Linked DNA regions of Rattus norvegicus: region 1 is linked to region 2. The links are chromatin contacts, called in public Hi-C maps. All regions are on one chromosome and are shown on one strand. The core of a region is the stretch at or near the end of the contact, and the rest is flanking DNA. Distances in the headings are between cores, read along the strand shown.

What was found. Hi-C and Micro-C count contacts between places; a contact is called where the count stands out from the background.
Region 1: a contact with region 2 is called in a Hi-C map of liver, with 4 times the contacts expected there. The contact joins the enhancer-like site here to the promoter of Zfp26 in region 2. A contact is called at or near these places in 12 of 12 Hi-C or Micro-C datasets (the A7r5 cell line, the Rat2 cell line, Schwann cells and 7 more).

Annotation. Positions count from the first base shown.
Region 1 is chr8:27,361,202-27,364,095 of GRCr8, forward strand. No RefSeq gene overlaps it. Among named protein-coding and RNA genes, the nearest start is that of Zfp266, 25 kb to the left of the region's middle. Within about 2 kb of position 1,505, at least 59 of the 93 cell types and tissues checked have an H3K27ac peak or open chromatin away from gene starts, as enhancers often do. A contact at or near this core is called in kidney and liver, where this site is marked.
Region 2 is chr8:27,260,397-27,263,096 of GRCr8, forward strand. Zfp26 (zinc finger protein 26) reads right to left here and starts at 1,253. Exons shown (of 10, transcript NM_001108995.2): 1 at 1,196-1,253; 2 at 817-935.

The DNA.
Region 1 (2,894 bases), core at 255-2,754, 100 kb after region 2:
TCAAATTAGGGGAAAAAACAAGTTGTTTTTCAAAATGAGTTAAAACAAAACAAAGCACACACAAGGGTGGCCAGCAAGATGTCTCTGCTGCCAAGTTCTTGGACCTGAGTTCAGTTTCTGGGTCCCACATAGTAAAAGGAGAGAACTGACTCCTGCAAGATGTCCTTACACACACACACACACACAACTATATATGTTAAATGAATTTGTAATAGAAATTTAAGAAAGAGACCCTGTCTCAAAAAGTTAATTTGAAAGGGATTCTTCCCAGGCCATACCTGCACCGCTCCCAACTCCAAATACACCCAATGCCTACACTGAAGAAAACCAAAAAGCTGGGGGCCTGGACAGCAGTTTCAGACTCCCACTGTGCAAACAGGAGAGCCCATCCCTAGAGGAATTTAAAAAAAAGTTGCAAGGGGTTGAGGCATGTTAACAATTCTCACTGAACTGGAACTCAGCAAGTAGCCTAGGGTGGCTAGCTAGTAAATCCCTGGGATTCCTCTTCCTCTCTACCCCAGATTTGTAATCTGGGGTTACAAATGTGCACCACTACACCAGGCTTTTGGTTTTACATAGGTTCTAAGGATAGATCTCAGGTCCTCAGGTTCAAGGTGGCCCTAGGTTTGATCCCCATCACAAACTTTAAAAAAGGAGGGGGAGGAGGAGGAGGAGGAGGAAGAGGAGGAAGAGGAGGAAGAGGAAGAGAGGAGGGGGAGGGGGAGGAGGACGAGGAGGACAAGGAGAAAAGAAGAAAAGGAAAAAGACACAGCAAGCAAGAAATAGATTTCTCAGTGGTACCCTTCCTACATCACAATAAGTCCTAAAACTTTTAAAGTTGTGCTGTTGTATTATTGTTTTGTTTGTTTGTTCTCCCTTGCTGTGCTGTTGTTAGAATCCAGGACTTCATACGTAGTACACAGGGGCTCAATAGAAGAGCCACACCCTGTATACTAGGATTACAGTAGAGCCCAGTCCTGTTCATCTTGCCAGTCTGTTCTCAGTTTCTGCGCCCTTGTGCATTTAGAACTGAAATTCCCATTACGTGACTTCTGACCAGTCTGCGTAGGTTGGACTGCTCTAGTGAATAGCTAGACGGCAGACACGCAAGGCTTTTCTGAGCATCCGGTAGGGCAAGTCCGTACGTGAAACCCTGTTCTTCAGGTCTATCCAGCTGTGCACACCACACACCCACCTCCAGATCGAACTTGGAAGTTTGGGCTCCCCGCTGCATCATGGACCCGCTCCAGAGTAGGGTTCTGGTACTCAACCTGGACGGTTGGGTTCCCAGCCATGGCCTCTGGGTCAGTAGTAGCCGCCCCGATCCTGGGCAGAGAACCTACGTCACCTAACCTGGATAGCGGCTTCACCCCAAGAGTAGGTAGCCCAGCCCAGAGTACGAGGTCCCGCCTTCAAGATAGAGGCCCCGCCCTCAAGAAGGCGGTCCTGCCCTCGAGGTACAGACGCGACCCTGCACAACAGGCCCCGCCCCCAGAAAGAATGCCCCACCCCCAGGAAGGATGCCCCGCCTCCCCTGTTCTAGCTGGACAATAAAGCTTGTACGCTAGGTGTGTGTGTGTTTGGCAGCCACGTCGCGGCGCGCTTAGTACTGGCAGCCGCTGGACCTCAGCTCGCGGGCCCTGCCTGAAGCTGTTCCGGAAGTGACACCATAACGCAGTCTTCTCTTCCGCCGCTGCCATCCACTTTTGTTAAAGAACAAATTGGTGTAGACTCTGGATTGGTCCTTTCCTGGCTGGAGCGGTTTTAGTGGCGTGGAGGGTTCGGATGGAGGAGGAGGCGGAGAAGCCAGCGCGCCTGGGCTCCCAGGAAGTATCCTATCAGGGAACCATGTATCCGGGGTGGTTTTTGCGTTCTTTTTCTTTTTTAAACATTTTGAGACATCGTCTCGGAATGTAGGCAAGAGAGGTCTCGAACGTCTATCCTCCTGGCCCAGTAATCCCGATGTTCTGGGATTACAAGGCGTAGCCTCCATGCCTGGCTCGGGTTTGTCTTCATTTGTCTCTTCCCCTCTCCAAAAGCCGCTAGAGAACTTTCTGGGTTTTTTTATTTTATTTTTCAGAAGAAAAAAATTAATCTGTCAACAAACACTTAGTTTAGTCCCTTCTTAAGTCTTGCGGCTACAGGTATCTGGTGATTCCCACGCTTTTAGGTGAGCCTTGGTAGAAAGATAATTTCAGGGAGTCGGGCCACCCTTTAAAAAAAAAAAAGCCGATTCTTTGTTAGCCCAGGATAGTTTGGACTCATGATCCTTCTCTCTCAACCTTAACCAGAGCATACACCACCATACTTGCTTCATTGTGGTGATTCCGAGGGCATCTCACAGTCCACATAATTGTTCAGAAGTAGGGAAAAGTGACCATCAAAACGGGCACAATACTGCCACCTTGGGGTGAGAGTCAGTGGAGAGGCGTAATTTTAAATGAGTAATAGTTTGTTGTTGAACATAACAGCAAGAGAGGGAAGACCTTGAGAAGGGCTTGTTTTTCATACTGAATACAAAATATTGAGCATATTCTTCTCCTTGCTCTGACAAAGTGCCTGAAAGAACCAAGTTAAGGTAAAAAAGACTGGCTCACAGCATAAAAGGGAATACAGTCACCCATAGATAGTGGTGCACATCTTTAATCCCAGCACTAGGGAGGCAGAAGCAGGCAGATTCCTGAGTTCGAGGCCACCCTGGTCTACAGACATCCTCTTTTAAAATGTTGGACACTTACTAAAGCCATATATGTGCAGGGCTGATGGGACAGCTCAACCTAAGTTCAATTCCTAGGACATGGTGGAAGGATAGAGTCAACAGTTTCAAATGATTCTCTCATCTCCACACATAAGATCTCACACTACATGTCCTCCCATTTGCCTTCAGAGACTCC
Region 2 (2,700 bases), core at 3-2,502:
TCATGAAAATCTGTAACTCCACTTACGGGGATCTAATCTGGCTTGAATTGGCTCATTTCACAGGTGGAGAAATAATATAATAATATATCAAATAAAGCCTCATTCATTCCTTAAGAGAGTTCCATTTATTTATTCAATTGTGTGTTTGGGGTGTGTGTGTGTGTGTGTGTGTGTGTGTGTGTGTGTGTGTGTGTGTTTGCCACATAACTGCAAGTACCTAGAGCCTCTGGTCTCCCCATTCCCACAAAGCTGGACTTACAGGCTGTTACAGGCCACTAACATGGGTGCTGGGAACCAAAATCAGATCCTCTGGAAGTGCCATGTCAGCTCTTAACCACTAGTCCATCTCTCCAGTCCCAAGTTCTAGATTTTCATGAGCGATCCCTTCAGTGCCAAATTCCCTATTTCTCACTTGTGAATACTTTCGTGTTGGGATGAAGAGAAGTGGTAAGAGATGCTCTGTGATCTGAACATGCACTGACCAACGAACATGCAGTCTGAGCATTTAACGCTTTCTCTTTTTGCCTAAATGAAATAACTCTAAGTGGATGCATCGGGTTTGGGGGATTAGATAGATAGATAGATAGATAGATAGATAGATAGATAGATACATACATACATACATACATACATACATACATACATACATACATACATAGGCAGGCAGCCAGACAGACAGACAGACAGACAGATAGAACATAGATTGATTGATAGATGATAGATAAAACAAAACTAATGGAATGCAACGGTTTCCAAAAAAAGGAAGGATGCTAAGTTCTAATCGTTGACAGTGAGAGAGACTAGAAAGCTCCTCACCCTGGAACTTTTCTGTTCCATCAAATTCCTCCCACTGCTCACAGTGAAGAGGATGGCCAGGTTCGTGGGGCTATGGGGAGCCAAGCTGGACTCCAACGGCGGCGGAAATTCTTTTCTTTCTGGAAAGAAAAATTTTTGTAAGATTACCTTAAAGGCGTTCGAGGCAGCAAGGACAACATTCGAAGGCACAGGGAGCTCAAATACGGTTCAAGTGAAATGGCCCCCGGCAGGACCGGAGGACTATAGGGCCCTGGCCTCTGAGAAGCGACCGGGCAAGACGCGCAGCCCCGGGACGAGCGGAGCCAGGAGCTGCCACCGAGGCCACACCCGGGCCTCACTCCCCACCGCCGCCACCGCCCATCCCCTCACCCAGCCTCACCAGAACCCGCCCAGCCGGCCTGCTACTGTCGAGAAAAAGAGAACGGGGCCGCGCGAAGCCACACCGGAAGAGACGGAGGCGAGCCGCGGTTCACTTCCGTTTATCGAGTCGGAATCCTTCCGGAATAGAAATTTCGGTTCCCGGGACCTGGATGCCGATTGATTCCGTAGCGGGGGTTAAAAACCCAGTAAAGGATGAAATTGAAGTTTGAGCAAGATTTCTGGGCGAGAACAGCTTTCCCGACGACCAATCCCAGAGCAAAGTTAAACACAGACCGGGAAGTACGGGGTCTCAGGAGGCTCACAAACTTTCCCCACCTCCTCTTAGTTTCTGCACTTCCTGGGCAGATAAAGTGTCAGGTCTGTGAACCAGCCTATCACTTCCACTGAACCACTTTATTTTTATTTTTATTATCTGGATACCATGTTAAATTCTAATCGTTGATAGTTAGACGGTCTAGAAAGACGGGGGAGAGGACATGAAAAAAGAAAAAAGCCTCTCACCCTGAGACTTTTTGATGAAAAATGTAAAATATGAACACAACTGATACAGCCAAAAAATTGGCAACAGAGAAAAATGTGTGTTCTCATAAAATATCTCAAACTAAGGTGTTAAAAGCAAAAATCAGTCCATTGACAATACATTCCCGCAACCACAACACACAGAGGCAGAGACAATCTTCCTGAGTCGAGGCCTGCTAGATTCACAAAACAAGTCCCAAGCCCGCCAGCACTACAAAATGAAAACTCATCTCAAAACAAGATGAAAATAATGAGGTGACAAATAAATTCTACTTACTTAGGGCCAAAATGTCTATAATCTTGAATTTAACATATTAGCGGTCCTCTCGACCCTATGTCTGAACAGTGTACCTTATAAAACCATCTTACAATTTCATTTACAAACAGAAACTCCTTAAGAGTAAACCAGTTAATATATTCTACTTAATTTTTAAATGTTATTTAAATTTTAAGCTTCACTTAATCTTTAAACCTTATTATAAATTACATCATTTGAGAAATATAACTTAGGAAGCCACAAGATGTGTGTGTGTGTGTGTGTGTGTATTGATATATCTGTATTCATTGAAGATACACTTAAAATGAGATACCTGTAGACGTGCACACCAGTATCTTGTGATTTTGCTGTCTCTATAACTTTCTATCTTCCACTAATCCAGCACTCAGGAGGCACAGACCAGTGGACATCTATAAATTTGAGGCTAGCCTAATCTACAAAGCAAATTCTAGGACAGCCAGGGGCTAATATGTAGAGAAACTGTGTCAAAGAAAAGGAGGAAGAGGAGAACAACAAAAACAAAGTGTGTGTGTGTGTATACATACATACATGTGTGTGTGTGCTCATGTGAGTGTGTATATACATATGTGTGTGCGTGTGTGTGTTAACACATACATACATACATGTGTGTATGTGTGTATGCATGTGAGTGTGCGCATACATATGTGTGTGCGTGTATGTGTGTGTGCATGTGTGTGTGAGTGTGT